5 separate regions of the Mus musculus genome follow, and all the other regions are linked to region 1. A link is a contact called in public promoter capture Hi-C data. All regions are on one chromosome and are shown on one strand. Each heading gives the region's core, a stretch centred on a gene start, on an enhancer-like site or on the middle of the called end of the contact. The rest is flanking DNA. Distances are from core to core; before and after follow the strand shown. Region 1 holds the start of Rtraf (RNA transcription, translation and transport factor). Region 2 overlaps Nudt13 (nudix (nucleoside diphosphate linked moiety X)-type motif 13). Region 3 has its middle 22 kb from the start of Kcnk16. Region 4 has its middle 39 kb from the start of Kcnk5. Region 5 has its middle 19 kb from the start of Gm41104.

Region 1 (2,926 bases), core at 198-2,697:
CAAATACTGACAGCTCGGTTGGAGATAATATAATTTGCTTTAAAAATCAAAACAACAGAGTTTGAATCCATGGAGTTAGCTTTACTCACACTGATCACTATTATATCTTAAAAGAACATAGGAATTTTCAACTCAACATACAACGTTTACAAAAGTTCTCTGTGCTTCCTTCTACTTCCTGATTCATTACCTTTTCAAAGAACTTGGGCCAGTCACTGCTGTGGATGTTTCTCAAGTTACCTCTGTCTTCAATCTTGTAGTGTCTGATTTTCTGGTCTTCAAGCCAAACGATAAAGTTTCTAAATTCTGTTTCATCTGCAACGAAACATCATATATCAAGTCACTAAAAGCCTTTGTGATCCTTGGTGGCTTTCTAACCTGCAAACACTACATTAACTGACCCCGAGGGAAGTCAGCAAGAGCTCAAAGTTCAGACTGCAGAGCCATAGATACCTGGCTCACTGCAATAGACTCAAATTCTGGATGAGCCTCAGAAAACCGGATACACTTTCTAAGCTTCAGATTCTTCAGATACAAGATGAGGAAAACGGGACTTACTTCGTGGGGATGTTTTGAGTATTGAATGAATTAAACATGCAGGGCACAGTGTTTCCTATGTTTTATTAGAACTCTGGTTCCTTTAGAGTTTAAGGGGCATTGGGCAGGTAAAAACTTTGAAGCAAGCCAATAGAATAAAATAAACTAGAAATAAACGATTAAAGCACCCTGAATACAAATATTAAAAACTGAAAGCTAGGGGACAGTGTACAGTTACCGGGACGCACCTGCTTCCTTAGATCCAACCCCTCCAAACACCAAAACCCAAAACCCTCAGGAAAGATCCTCATTTTACTCGTCAGAAAACTGAGGTCTCAACCCCCAATTTCGGCTCTACCGCCACCCAGCAATCTTGAGCCAAGTAAAAGCCAAGTAAAAACCAGGACTGACCCTGATATGCTTCTGGAGACCAAACGCTGCCACCCCGCTTCTACCGGTGCGTCCTGCACAGCGGAATGAGGCCCTGGTCCCCGCCTCACTCTCAGTTTCCCACTGGCCCGCAGGACTGGAATATCTTTTTTTCTGAACGGTTCCACTTCCCTGGCAGCCGGCCACGAACTTTCTGCGCGCCCCGAAGGGCATCCCCGGTCCCCTCCCCTACCCCGCAGGTGCCCGCCGAGCCGCCCGGGGGCCGGGAAGCCTGCCGAGCGCCTCAGGGCAGCGGCTGCCGGGTCTGGGTCCGGGTCCGGGCGGGCTGGGGAGGCGCCGTCGCCGAACCCCGCGGCCGCCACCCACCTTTGCAGTTGAAGCCTGAGGGGTTGTGGTAATCCAGGGCCGTGAGCTTGCGTCGGAACATGGTCCCCGCTGCTCGCGCTGGCCGCCCGGGCCTCCGCCGGGACAGGAGAAGCGAGGTGAGGCGGGCAGCGCAGGCACCGGCGACGCGGCGAAGGGGCGGGGCGGTGACCGACGCTCCGACGGACGGCGGACGGAGCCAATCGCGGCTTAGGAACGCCCGCAGCCCGCAAGCGCTGGCCAATCATCGCTGCTGCTTAGGAGGCGGGGCCACGTCGGTGCACGTCGACGCTCAAATAAACTTTATTGTCAGCTTCCTAGTTGTACAATGGACCGAAAGCAGGTCTGAAGCTGCGATTCGTGGATCTAACTCCTTTTCTTGCAACAGTAGGCAAAACCAAAACCCAAAACCAAAACCAAAAAAAAAAAAAAAAAAAAAATGTCTGTACGCTTTCTCGAGTCGGCTATAGCTCTTATTGGCTCAGAGTTGCTGTTTAATATCTTGAGCGTATTAATTGCTCGTCTTTGAACGCTGGTAATACAAAGATCGAAAAGAAAGGTCCCTGCAGGATATTCTTTCGGACTAATTGGAGTGATGTGGAGATTAGATACAACCCCCATGCCATATTTCAGTTTGTCCCCAAACAGTGAAGTCAGAAACCGGGAACCTGCGTTTCCTTCTCCTCAAACCTCTCAGTCACTACCTTCAGTGGGCCACTAAGTCCTGCCATCTCTTCTCTCTCATCCTTTCTTGCCTTTCCTGATGTATTTTCCCCACTCTGTAACGCGACTGATAATCTAAAGCGCCCATTTAAAACTTTCTTCTTATCTTTTAGCAAAGCTGTCGGTGCTTATGATCTAAGTTGCATGCTTCCAGGTTTTTGGCCTCTTATCCAAATATGCAAAAGCAAAATAGTTTTATTTGAAGCAATGCTATAGTGCAAAGTTACAGAATGACAGCAGGCAACGCGAGCAAAAGTACCAAGTACCTCAGGCTACAGCCTGGGTCTCTTCACCGGTCAAGAAAAAGGAGGCGCTGGTTACTAATGTGAATGATCCTTTATTTCAATTGATAGATCAGGTTATACGATCATTTCAATACTGCTCACGTCCCTTCCAATAATGCATCTGGCTTTAATCACATGCACAGGCATATGAGAGTAAATAAGAGATTCTTCTTAAAAGCTTATTAGAGGACATAGTTTCCCCTTAATTGTGCCTATACCCCAAGCAAGTTCAGGCCATCTTGACCCTTCTAATCTTTATACCCCATACATTGGGAATATACTTGAATAAAAACTGTGTAGGTGTGATTGGTACTAGGGGTGAAGAAACATTATTATTTAGAGGTAGAAGTATATATAATCTGGGGAGGTTAAGGGAGTTCCGAGGTGCCAGGTAAATTGTTTGGAGAATTTTTGGTTGTGTGTGTGTGTGTGTGTATGTGTGTGTGTGTGTGTGTGTGACTTACCAATGAAGGAACAAGGCTGCCAAGAGCATCATTGTAAGAGGGGCTATGTGAATAACCAGAAACAAATTGGGGTTCCAAGCTATCCTCTCTCCCATGCTTGCCTGCCTCAGGAACTGCCTGCTGTGCTCTAGAGACAATCAAATGCTCCTACTGGATTTAAGACCC
Region 2 (2,926 bases), core at 310-2,809, 490 kb after region 1:
GCAGATAGGCATGGCACTGGGGAAATAGCTGAGGGATTACATCTGATTCATAAAAAGGAGGGAGGGAGAGAGGAAGGGAGGGAGGGAGGGAGGGAAGAGAAAGAAAGAGAGAGAGAGAGAGAGAGAGAGAGAGAGAGAGAATATATGACCTAGACTTTGAAACTCAAGACCACCCTCCAGTGGCATGCCTCCTAATCCTTTCTAAACAGTTCTGGGGGCTGGAGAAATGGCTCAGCGGTTAAGAGCACTGACTGCTCTTCCAGAGGTTCTGAGTCCCAGCAACCACATGGTGGCTCACAACCATCTGTAATGGGATCTGATGTTCTCCTCTGGTGTGTCTGAAGAGAGCAATGGTGTACTCCTCTACAGAAAATAAAAATAAATAAATCTTTAAAAACAAAAACAGAACAAAAAAATCCACCACCTCCAACAGTTCCACCAGCTGGGAACCAAGCATTGAAACCTATGAGCCTACAGAGACCGCTCTCACTCACACTGCCACACCATCTTAGTGGGTAAGCGGGGCCTCTCACACTGATGCTCTGAATTTCCCTGATCACTGACACTTGGTACTTCATTACACATTTGTTGACCATATATTTCTTCTCCTCCTCCTCCTCTTCCTCCTTTTCTTCCTCTTCCTTCTCCTCTTCTTCCTCTTTCCCCTCCCCCCTCCTTTCTTTATTTTTTGAGATATGGTTTCTCTGTGTGGTACGCGCCTTGAATCCCAAGCACTGAGGCAGGTGAATGTCTGAGTTCAAGGCCAGCGTGGTCTTCAAAGGGAGTTGAAGGACAGGCGGAGCTACACAGAGAAACCCTGTCTCAAAAACAAAACCAAAAAGTTATAAACAATTTCTTCTTTTAAGAGCCATCTGTTGGAGTGCTTTTGTCTTTTTCCAGTGCTAGGGACTGGACGCAGAACCTCAAAGGTGCCTGGTCCCGCTGAGCTCCGACACATCCCGTCTGTGCTGTTGAGCTGCAAAGAATCCTTATGGATTTTGGGCATTAATTCTTTATATTTGTTCTGCAAACCTTCTCTCACCTTATAAGTGCTTTTGTGTTCTGTGCTTGCTTTGCTGTCTAGGTTTTTATTCTGACCTCACCCTGTCTACTTTAGCGTTTCCTGCCTTTACTTTTAAAGCCACATCTATAAAAAGGCAGTGCCCAGTCCACTATCACAACTCCTACACGCATTTAATCTTTAATCCATTTTGCGTTGGATTTTGGTACAAAGAGTCCAGCTTCACTCTTTGGCGTGTGTATCCATGTGCCAACTCCATGTATGCTGCGATTTATTTTTCACCGTCAGTTTTTAACAGTTCCTTACATAGAAATAGAATGCACATACCTACCTCACTTAACAGTTTGGGATTGGTGTTCCTGCCCAAGGACTTGGGGATGTTGGGGACTGGTGATATAAAACTATAGGAACCTCTGGCTGACAGGGACTTTGATGTCTTACCTAAATTCACCCTGCTTGTTTGTGGCATGTCTGACAGATGGAAGTCACCGAATGCCCTGCCTGGCTTGCCTGTTCTGTCCTCTGATTTTTATGGGCTCTCTAATCTGCTTCCACTTCCTGGGACAGTCTGTGTTTACTTTGCTTCTTGCTTTCAGTTATCATTAACCTTTATCCTTTAAAGAGAATAGCATTTGTATGAATGTTGATTCTTTAAAAAAAATTGCCTGTATTTGTGTGTGGACATATATGGACATCCAAGACAAGTTTCAGGAGTCTGTCCTCTCCTTTGGTCACATGCACCCTGAGGACCACGCTCAGATTGACAGCAAGCGCCTGTACCCACTGAGCCATCCCACTGACCCTGCAGCTCCTTTTTAATTGAAAGGGTTATATACTTGATGCGACACACTCACTCATGCCTTGCCACTCGATAGTTTAAGTGTCTGCTTTAGGATTTTATGTGTGTGTACACTGGGGACTGAATCCGGGCTTAACAAATGCCATCAGCCTTGGACAAGAAGGATTTTTTTTTTAATTATAACTATTGTACAAATAGGATAAAATTTTTAAAAATTTATCTTTTTTAGAACTATTTCAAAATACATTTAATTCTCTGTTCAGTTTCTGAACATTATCTAGAACTGATTTTAACCTAGCCATTGGTCCCAGGTGTTCCCATCTAAGACTGCACCGTTCTGTATGAATTTTCTCACTTTGGCCGTGGTGTTTTATATTTCATAGTTCCTAACTTTACCCCTACCCTATACCCCTTCCTTGTCTTTCAGATTCAGGTGAACTTGAAGGAACTAGAGGCAGCCGCCTGGTTCAGTCTTGATGAGGTGACCACAGCCCTGAGGAGAAAGGGCTCCTTGGCTCTGCAGCCGAGTGAGGCTTCCCCACTGTTGCTGCCTCCCAAGTTAGCCATTGCCCACCACTTGATTAAGAAGTGGGTGGAGACGCGGAGCTGTTCTTCCCTGGCTGCTTAGCTCAAATGGAGCCGTCTGGATCCCTCCTGGGCATTGCTGCAGGGCACTCTGGAGATGACCTGCGAAGGGAGGTGACAAAGCCTTCCCGGGCAGAGGCTCTCTGAGAAGTTCCACTGCCTAAAGCCTTCTAATGCTCCACCAAAAATGTTGGTGTGAACTGGATAGAGCAGCTTGTACCTGTACTTGTCCCAGCTACCATGGAGGCGGAGGCAGAGGCGAGAGCGTCACTTTTGCCCAGGACAACGGGGGCAACATATTAGACACCGTCACTTAAAAAGAAAATAAAAACTGTAAGGAGAAGAGTTGACTGATGAGATGCTAACAGTGCAAAGCTGAGGGGAGGTTGCTGATTGGCTTGAGTGTAGCCCAAGGCTGTAGGAACAAACATCCTCTGGCCTGGACTGGCTGATGTTGGATTTATAGGAACTGCCAAATGTGCCAGGGTGATTTATCTTACTGCCAAAATATTAACAGTTCT
Region 3 (2,926 bases), core at 186-2,685, 420 kb after region 1:
GGGGGCTCAGGGGACTGAGGCCCAATGAACTTAAGGCCTGGTGAACATGGGTAGGTCTTCTTTCTTTCAGAGAGAGGCAGGGGCGGGGGCAATTGGTTGATGTTAATTGGCTGGGTAAGGTGGGGAGCTCCTTGGGGTGAGGAGATAGATATAAAGGCAAAGATTTCAGAGCCACTTCCTCTCTCATAGGTGACACTGTGTAGGACAAGAAGGACACCTCTCTGGACTACCTGAAAGGACTGTTTTGTGTTTACTGTTGCCCTCTGAACATGCTAGGCAAGCACTCTGCAGCCAAGCTACAACCCCAGTCCTCTTCTCACTTTTAATTTTAGGACAGGCTCTTCTTGCCAAGTTGCCTAAGCTGCCCTTGAACTCAGGCCCAGTCTGGCTTTGAACTTGGAGTCACTCTGCTTCAGCCTCCTAAGTAGCTTACAGATCTGCGCCCCCACGCCTGACTTGGCTAGAATTGATTGATTGACTATTCGTGTTTGGGAGCAGTGCTGATGTCCTGTGGAATGCATGTGGAAGTCAGAAGACAATTCACGGGAGCCGGGTCTCTCCTTCCAGCACGCGGGACCTGGGGGCTGGGCTGAGGTCATCCGGCTCGTGGCAAGTGACTCTACCCACTGAACCATCCTGCTGACTTAAAAAAAAAAAAAAAAAGACAGTGTCTTACTATGTATCTCTCTGGCTGGCCTGAATATGTAGAGCAGGCTGGCCTCAGATTCGTGGAGATCTGCCTATCTCTGTCTCCCAAATGTTGGGATTAAAGTTGTGTGTCACTATACCCAGTAACACCTTCATGATGGCCTTAGCAACTATTGTCCCTCCAAGACAATTTCAGAGACTAAACCAGTGCTCCCGACCATACGGGCATTTTTATCCTAATACTTGGGAGATAGAGACAGGAAAATTAGGAATCCAGAATCAGCCTTAACTATACAGTCTGTTCAAGGCCAGCCTGGATCCCACGAGACCTGATTTCAAAAACTTAAAACCAAACCCGAGCAAGACAAGATGTAAATAATGATAAAGGTATCTTAGAGGGAAGCATCCCCGTGCTTGGATCATGCCGGAAGCCATGTAGTCAGGACAGTAAGTGCTGGAGGGACAGAAGAGCAAGCTCTGGCTGCAGGAAGCATCTTGGAGCAGCTGTGGCTGGTCCCTGGGGGCACATCTGCACACTTGGCCCACGGTTCTTAGACTCTGCCTGGACGCTCCCCCATGAGTCACGGATGTCCAGAGCCCCTCATCCCGGCCAGCATGGGATAGTGTCAGCAGGGAGCTCCTGGGGGCAGAGCTCAGATCAACCCTGGCCTTCAAAGAGGTCAGCAGAGGCGCCACGTCAGCTGGGGCCTGCAGAGCGGTGCTTCCTCCTGCCTTGGTCCACCGACCTGGCTGCGAAGGCATGCGTGCTCACAGGGGCTGACGCATTGCTTAGAGTTCTTTGCAAAACTTAGTCATCAATCCTGGGAGATCTTATCTGTGTTGCAGAGGGAAATTGGTGATCACTCCCAAGTTTGCCTGGGGCAACAGAGCCTGACAGGGCAGAATTGAGGCTCCTACCCAGGAAGGTGGGCTGCACACCTAGCCCCAGTGGCCTGCTTCGGAGCATCCTTTCTGTCTGTGGGCAGTGGGTGGCCACATCTGAGCCTGCCAGGAAGGCAGAATGATGGTCCTGCAGGCAGCAAGTCAGACTCAGCCTCTCTGCTTAGCCTCTCCTGACTTTCCTGCCTCCCTCTGCCTCCCTCTACGCACCCTCCCCAGTGGTGGTTTCTTCCTTCCTTCCTTCCTTCCTTCCTTACTTCCATCCTTCCTTCCTTCCTTCCTTCCTTCCTTCCTTCCTTTTCTTCTTCTTCTTCTTCTTCTTCTTCTTCTTCTTCTTCTTCTTCTTCTTCTTCTTCTTCTTCTTCTTCTTCTTCTTCTTCTTCTCTCTCTCTCTCTCTCTCTCTCTCTCTCTCTCTTTCTCTCTCTCTCTCTCTCTCTTTGGTTTTTGAGACAGGCTAGCCTCAAACTCACAGTGTAGCTGAGGATAACCTGGAATTGTTGATCCTTCTGCCTTCAACTTCCCCAATGCTGGGAATACAGACATGGCCTACTGTGCTGGCTACTTAGGCAGATTTGGAGGGCTGAACATCAACAATTCTTCCCATTGGTGCACAAGTGTAAGAATCTGGCCAATCATCAGCCTTCTCTTGGACACCCTTCCTATTAAGTTGTCTCCTGCTGGAAGCAAGCACTTCTGAGCACCAGGGTCCTGGTGGGAGAGGAGAAAGGGCTCTTCCAAGGGCACCTGGCTGGGGGGACAAAGTAACAGAGGCCAATTAGAGACTCTCCTGAGCATTGAATTGCCAGATCCTATTTGTGGAGAGCACACCTCTGCCTCATCCTTGCTTCCTCTATTCAGACCCAAGGTTTCTGGAAGAGGGCCTGAGACTTTACTCTGGTCTGGCCTTGGCCCACCTCGGAGTGGATCAGATGGCGCAAACAGGGTGGTGTAACAGCCTTTTGGGCTTTCTTGGTCAAAAGGCTGCCGCTGACCCAGTTCCAAGAGGCCCTAGGTCTGAGGGGTTGGTACACAGAGGGTAGAATCCCTATCACAGCAATGGAGGGAGCAGAGTCACAGGAGCCCACTAGGGCCAAGAACCCCACTGGCTCAGGTAAACCCAGGATACTGCCTGGGCCTGGGGAGCCTGCATGTGCATGGTTGGACTGCAGAGACCCACTCTGTGCTGCTGTGGTCACAAGGCCAGAGGAGAGGCAGGGAAACTGGAGACACGGGGAGAACACAGTGTAGATAGTTGGGCTGTTTAAACTGAGCCTTCAAGGCAAAGGACAGAGGGGAGGCAGGGACAGGTCATCAGTCTGCCCATGCTTCTCTGTGGCTTAAGGATCCAGTAGCTATCCAGGTTCTTGCCATACCTGT
Region 4 (2,926 bases), core at 244-2,743, 400 kb after region 1:
AGTTTTAAAGATTTATTTATTTTTGTTTTGCATTTTGCCTGTGTGTTTGTATACCCCCCCACCTTCAGGGAGGAAGGCGGGGATTACAGACCCTCAGTTGTATCCAACTTTTACACGGATGAGAGTAATTTCCCCATGGAACCATTATCTTCCTAGAGCCTCTGTCTGTCTGTCTGTCTGTCCTTCTTATACATGCACACCATGTTCCCTGCCCCTAGGCTTCAGCAATAATCGTTCTTTACTGCCATCCTCAATTCTTAATCATTGACTAGAGCTGGTCAGGTGGGGTCCAGTCACTGATGAATGCAAGAATCATGTGGTCTGTGGAACAGATGCCAATAGAGACTCCTCTGCCCTCTGCCCCCACCTCTGCAGCCTTTCTGCCTTGGGCTCCTTTCCAGGCTCCACCCACCCTTGCTACTGACCCTCCCCCACACTCCCACCCCAGTTTTGAGACTCTCACTAGCCTTTGAGGTTAATCTGGGACTTGCTATATAACTCAGGCTATTCTCCCAGCCTCTCTGTTTGTTTATACTAGAATAAACACACACACACACACACACACACACACACACACGCACACGCACACGCACACGCACACATATACATACATGATGGTACATGCCTACAATCCTAGCACTCAGGAGGTAGAGGCAGGAGGAACAGAACTCAACGTCGTTCTCAGTTACATCATCATCATCATGGATGGATGGATGGATGGATGGATGGATGGATGGACAAGGGATGGATGGATGGATGGATGGATGGACAAGGGATGGATGGATGGATGGACAAGGGATGGATGGATGGATGGATGGATGGACAAGGGATGGATGGATGGATGGACAAGGGATGGATGGATGGATGGATGGATGGATGGATGGATGGACAAGGGATGGATGAACAGGCAAATGTGCCTGTAGGGGTGACCCTGAGTAGCAATTCTCACCAGGAGACAGCAATGGTCCTATGCTTGCTGCCATCACATCCAAAGACTGGCTGCGGGAGGCAGATGATCCAGTAGTGCTGATCCCTCCTTGCCAGTGCCTCAGCCGCAGCTTGTTGGTTCCAGTTGGAGAAACGGGTCCCCCTGGGTCGTGGGATGGGCCAGGGCTGGAAACCCAGTGGGTAGGTGAAGGAGATTGTCATGAATGAGAATAAGCCAGCATTCTTACAGTGAAGTGTGTGTAGTAGGGGTGGGGGCAGGAAGGAGGGTGGTGGAATGTTCTGGAAGGAAGGAGAAAGGGCACAGTACCCACAGTCCACAGGTCCTCATCACTGCCTCCTCTCCTTCCTTATCCTCTCTGTCTTCCAGGCTTCCCAACCAGCAAGTCTTTCCAGATTGTCAGCAGAGCCCAGACCACACCTTAGCTCCACAGCCGCTTTGAATTTATGGATGCAGTTAGCTATGGTGTTTACTCTCCCTGCCCCTCTGTATTGTTAACCTCCCCTCCCCCAAGCTGGACTCCCCTTGAAGGAGCTCTTTGTTTCCCCCTTAGTTGTAGCTTTTATCAGACAGCAGTGGGGGTCAGAGGGTTTGAGTGGCAGGCTTCGCAGGCAGTCTGGTGACTGACTGTCTTGGTGGGTTTAAAGAAAACAGAGAGGGCTGAAGCACCCGGGGAGATGCGTCCCCACGCCCCTGTAACTGAGAAACAATACCACTCAATATTCCAACCGGCTGGGGCTGGAGCGATGGCTCAGAAGTTCAGAATGCTTGCTGCCCTTGCAGAGGACCTGAGTTTGGAGTCAGCACCTAAGTTGGGCAGCTCTCAACCACCTGTAATTCCAGCTCCAGAGGATCTGACACCCTCTTCTGGCCTCCTCAGGCACCTGCACTCACATGCACATAATTAAAAATAAAATAATAAAATCTTTAAAATGCGTCCGTTCCAAAGGCATAGATTGTTGAGGTTTCTGTTTCCCCCAGCTTGCCCCTTAATTTTCCAACTCTGGACTCAACACAATTACCAGTCTTCTTTCCATGTGTGCGTGAGAGAATATACATATTGGTGTGCACAAAAACCCGGGCTGTAGGCTGTAGGCTGTAGGCTGTTGCTGCGAAGCCTGAAATTCTGTCTTTGATTCCCAGGACCCAAATGGTGGAAGGGGAAAGTCAACTCTAGAAGTACAACATAGACACACAAGATGAATGAATGAATGAATGAATGAATGAAATGATTAAATTAAATGGACATTAAAAGTGTGCAGCCAAGGGGGCAAGCATCTGGAAACTTCTGAAGGTGAGTGAGTACTTGCATGTTGGAGACGTGGTGTTCCTAAGCTGCTCTCACTCATGACCTGCTGACCATGTTCACTTACAAGCTCTTGGGAGTGCAAGTTTGGGAGGGAGACACTGGAATGAAGACATACTCCTATTATACAGCAATGGGGAGAAAAATGGATATAGCCGAGACATGATGATACCTGCCTGCATAAGAGACAAATCACAATGCTCCATTTTCAGTAGGAAGTGTTCTTAGAGCTTATTACAGGTGACCAGGGGATGCTGGGCCTCTCTCCTGAGCTGGTGCTGGAGCAAGCTTGTCTCAGAACTCTGAGAGCTGAGAAGTTACAGACAGTCCGATACACAAGATTAGAAAGGGAGGCAACCCCAAGGCCTGGAATCTTCATTAGACAAGGCTTTGCATCTTGAACTAATAGGATGGAAAACTTGGGAAGGGGGCTTTCCAGAAAAACTCCAAGACTGTGACTCTCTAAAGCCTTCAGCCTATAGAAAAAAAAAAGTCAAGAACCTCTCAAGATCGGGGATTTTAAAAATCTCAGGCTTGCACCAAACCAGCAAATCAGACATTTTTACCTATTCTTTATGCGAACATCCTTTCTGTAGACTTGTATGTTTAAATCTGCTTCACTTTCCCTAATCTTTTTTCCTTCTTCTTTTTGAGGCAGGGTCTTACTAGGTAGC
Region 5 (2,926 bases), core at 277-2,776, 290 kb after region 1:
TCTACGTGTGCACACCAGCTCTTCTGTGACGCCTAACTGAATGAGGGGGTGACTATACTGATGGCCTTTGTGATAGCCTGATGGCTGCTGCTCTCTCTGATAGCCTGATGGCTGCTGCTCTCTGGAAAGGAACATGTAAATATCTCTACTCTTAGGTAAGAGGGAAGGATCTTCAACAAAGAAACGTGGACAGATCCTCTTCTTCTAAAGGACCAATGTCATTCAAATCTGCCAAGTATCAGCATGCAGCATTCAAGATGAAAGGGTAGTGTAGACCTTTGCAGCCACACTCTCTGTGCAGGCTAGTTTTTATGTCAACTTGGCACTAGCTAAAGTCATTGGGAAAACTGAGAAAATGCCCCCAAAAGATTGGCCTGTGAGCAAGCCTGTGATGTGTTTTCTTTACTGATATTTGATGTGGGAGGGCCCAGCTTACTGTGGATGATGCCACTGTTGGGCTGGTGGTGCTAGGAAGCATTAAAAAAAAAAAAAGAAAGATGAACAAGCCATTCAGAGTAGGCAGGAAGCAGCACTCATTAGCTCCTGCTTCCAGGTTCCTGCCTGGAGTTACTTCCTTAAGACTGGACTGATTAGTACAAGTAAGCTGAAATTAACCCTTCCCTCTCCAAGTTGCTTGCCATCGTGGTGTTTTATCACAGCAATAGAAACCTCAACTAAGACACTCTTATTATTCAGATAAGGAAATTGGGGCTCATAGAAGACCCCACATATTCAAGTAATAACAACAAATATAGGAACAAATACTTGGGGCTCGAGAGGTGTTTCAAAGGACTTGGGTTAGATTCCCAGCACCCATTACAATAACGGTCTACAACTCCAGTTCCAGGGAATCTCATGCCCTCTTCTGACCTCTACATGTACTACACACACACACACACACACACACACACACACACACACACACACACATGCAAACGCACATTCACACATACCTGTGATGGTATGAATATGCTCGGCTCAGGGAGTGGCACTATTAGAAAGTGTGTCCCTATTCAAGTAGGTGTGGCCTTTTTGGAGTAGGTGTGTCACTGTGGATGTGGGCTTTAAGACCCTATCCTAGCTGCCTAGAAGCCAGCATTCTGCTAGCAGCCTTCAGATAAAGATGTAGAACTCTCAGATCCTCCTGTACCATGCCTGCCTGGATGCTGCCACGTACCTGCACTGATGATAACAGACTGAACCTCTGAACCTGTAACCCAGCCCCAATTAAATGTTGTCCTTATAAGAGTTGCCTTGGTCATGGTGTCTGTTCACAGCAGTAAAACACTAGCTAAAACAGTGCCCTACAGGCAAAGGCTCATCACATAAAAATAAATCTCTTTAAAAATAATGTACTAGATTCATAAATACATGGCTAGGATATCAATATTCTTAGGTTTTAGAAAATAGAACTAAACATTTGGAAAAAGTTACCCTCTTCCCAGAGAACTCCCTATATACACACAAACAAGAGGGTGTGGCCAGCAAAGTGGCAGCTAGGCACCTTTGTGCAATCAAGGAGATAAAGCCTGGCACTTTTCCCTAATGCAAAAGGTAACTAACCTATTAATCAACTTCTCAAGCCCAGCCTGGGCACCTGATCTGGAGACAAAGAAGGAGGTTGTTTGCATCAAACACTGTTATCTTTAGTAGCCTGGTTCCTTTGCCTCCAGCTACTTTGGATTAATCAGTCTCTCTGGGTGGCTGTAAAATCCTTCCTTTTCTCCATAAACCTTTGGAAGGACAGAAGGTCACTCATCTGCTGAGGAAGTTTGAATTCTCTCTGAATTCCTGTGTTGGGGGGGGGGGCGGGTAAGCATCAAGAGTAGGGAAGCAGGCCTACCTATGCTCAGAGGTGACTTTTCTAATAAAGGTGTTTGCCGCCAACCTTCATGACATGAGTTCAACTATAGAGACCCACACGATATGGAAAGATAACCAACTCCTAAGAGTTGTCTTCTGGCCTCCATACGTGCGCTCTGAGACAACTCACACAAACACACACACTCATACACACACACTCACAGACACAAACACACTCATATACACACACATGCACACATGCACACTCATACACAGTCAATCAGAAAAGTAAAATACATTTTAAGTACAAGAAAGCAAAGAAAATAGACTCCTCCAGGCTTTACCCTCTCGGGGAGTCTTGCGTAATCTCTGTTATGTCTATGTAGCAGTTCTTTAGACTAAACACGCCCTCCCATCCTTTTGATGAGCTTTGGTCTATGTCATTTCAGAACAGGAATTTTTGTAATCTCTTAGAGTCAGACATCTTTCGGGATCTAGTCAAAGACTGGATGGCTCCGCAGAAGGGACACACATTTGTAGCTGTTCATATATTTTGGCAAACAACCCTTCAAGCTGGTAGGACACCCAAGTTGAACACTCTGGGCCCTAAAGTTGGGAATTGAAGCCATTTTTGGAGAGAGCTCTAGAAGCTTAAGTGATAACCCCTAACATTACCCGATTTGGGTTTTAAAGGGGTAGCACACCTCTATGGAGATGCTTGGAAGTGACCCACCTTAGGCTACCTCCTAAGACCTTGGAGCAGTGGTTTTCAACCTTTCTAATGCTATGACCCTTTAATACAGTTCCTCATGCTGTGGTGACCCCCTCCCCCAGTCATAAAAGTATTTTTGTTTGCTACTTTGTAACTGTAATTTTGCTACTGTTATGAATTGCAGTGTAATACCGTGTTTTCCAATGGTCTTAGGTGACCCCTGGGGCGCAGACTGAGAACTTCTGCCTTAGAGTAAAGGAGAAGAGCCTGACAGGAAAATGGCTCTGTAGCGAACACTTCCTGTTAGCCTTAGCCTGTAATTTATTAGTAATGCCACAAGGTGGCAATGTTGCAAATTAATGGGTTCCAAAGTCAAACCAAATTTTCCACTAAACTTTTTCAATAACTCAG

The links. Promoter capture Hi-C pulls out the DNA fragments that hold promoters and counts their contacts.
Region 2: a promoter capture Hi-C map of liver shows a contact between it and region 1, with 2.5 times the contacts expected there. The contact joins the enhancer-like site here to the promoter of Rtraf in region 1. A contact is called at or near these places in 10 of 39 promoter capture datasets (the C10 cell line, the HPC-7 cell line, cranial neural crest and 5 more), 1 of 484 Hi-C or Micro-C datasets (pro-B cells), 12 of 115 datasets of contacts at active chromatin or transcription factors (the SCID.adh cell line, acute myeloid leukemia, astrocytes and 6 more) and 3 of 9 other capture datasets (adipose tissue, embryonic stem cells and liver).
Region 3: a promoter capture Hi-C map of trophoblast stem cells shows a contact between it and region 1, with 6 times the contacts expected there. The contact joins the enhancer-like site here to the promoter of Rtraf in region 1. A contact is called at or near these places in 16 of 39 promoter capture datasets (the 3T3-L1 cell line, 3T3-L1-derived adipocytes, the C10 cell line and 12 more), 2 of 15 datasets of contacts at CTCF or cohesin (embryonic stem cells and pro-B cells), 50 of 484 Hi-C or Micro-C datasets (the AML12 cell line, B cells, the C2C12 cell line and 34 more), 22 of 115 datasets of contacts at active chromatin or transcription factors (the NIH/3T3 cell line, the SCID.adh cell line, acute myeloid leukemia and 15 more) and 5 of 9 other capture datasets (adipose tissue, embryonic stem cells, liver and 2 more).
Region 4: a promoter capture Hi-C map of embryonic stem cells shows a contact between it and region 1. The contact joins the enhancer-like site here to the promoter of Rtraf in region 1. A contact is called at or near these places in 15 of 39 promoter capture datasets (the 3T3-L1 cell line, 3T3-L1-derived adipocytes, the C10 cell line and 11 more), 6 of 115 datasets of contacts at active chromatin or transcription factors (acute myeloid leukemia, bone marrow-derived macrophages, embryonic forebrain and 1 more) and 3 of 9 other capture datasets (liver, macrophages and pancreatic islet).
Region 5: a contact with region 1 is called in a promoter capture Hi-C map of trophoblast stem cells, with 4 times the contacts expected there. The contact joins the enhancer-like site here to the promoter of Rtraf in region 1. A contact is called at or near these places in 19 of 39 promoter capture datasets (the 3T3-L1 cell line, 3T3-L1-derived adipocytes, the C10 cell line and 12 more), 1 of 15 datasets of contacts at CTCF or cohesin (large pre-B cells), 1 of 484 Hi-C or Micro-C datasets (bone marrow-derived macrophages), 11 of 115 datasets of contacts at active chromatin or transcription factors (the SCID.adh cell line, bone marrow-derived macrophages, embryonic basal ganglia and 5 more) and 3 of 9 other capture datasets (adipose tissue, embryonic stem cells and liver).

What each region holds. Positions count from the first base shown.
Region 1 is chr14:19,822,376-19,825,301 of GRCm38.p6, forward strand. It overlaps Rtraf (RNA transcription, translation and transport factor), which reads right to left and starts at 1,448. Exons shown (of 8, transcript NM_026528.3): 1 at 1,294-1,448; 2 at 191-315. The coding sequence starts at 1,354.
Region 2 is chr14:20,313,777-20,316,702 of GRCm38.p6, forward strand. It overlaps Nudt13 (nudix (nucleoside diphosphate linked moiety X)-type motif 13), which reads left to right. Exons shown (of 9, transcript NM_026341.3): 9 at 2,248-2,926. The coding sequence ends at 2,448. Among named protein-coding and RNA genes, the nearest start is that of Nudt13, 21 kb to the left of the region's middle. Within about 2 kb of position 1,560, at least 11 of the 459 cell types and tissues checked have an H3K27ac peak or open chromatin away from gene starts, as enhancers often do. A contact at or near this core is called in liver, where this site is marked.
Region 3 is chr14:20,245,701-20,248,626 of GRCm38.p6, forward strand. No RefSeq gene overlaps it. Among named protein-coding and RNA genes, the nearest start is that of Kcnk16, 22 kb to the right of the region's middle. Within about 2 kb of position 1,436, at least 42 of the 459 cell types and tissues checked have an H3K27ac peak or open chromatin away from gene starts, as enhancers often do. A contact at or near this core is called in the C2C12 cell line, the HL-1 cell line, the NIH/3T3 cell line and 3 more, where this site is marked.
Region 4 is chr14:20,219,713-20,222,638 of GRCm38.p6, forward strand. No RefSeq gene overlaps it. Among named protein-coding and RNA genes, the nearest start is that of Kcnk5, 39 kb to the left of the region's middle. Within about 2 kb of position 1,494, at least 10 of the 459 cell types and tissues checked have an H3K27ac peak or open chromatin away from gene starts, as enhancers often do. A contact at or near this core is called in embryonic stem cells, where this site is marked.
Region 5 is chr14:20,109,530-20,112,455 of GRCm38.p6, forward strand. No RefSeq gene overlaps it. Among named protein-coding and RNA genes, the nearest start is that of Gm41104, 19 kb to the right of the region's middle. Within about 2 kb of position 1,527, at least 7 of the 459 cell types and tissues checked have an H3K27ac peak or open chromatin away from gene starts, as enhancers often do. A contact at or near this core is called in trophoblast stem cells, where this site is marked.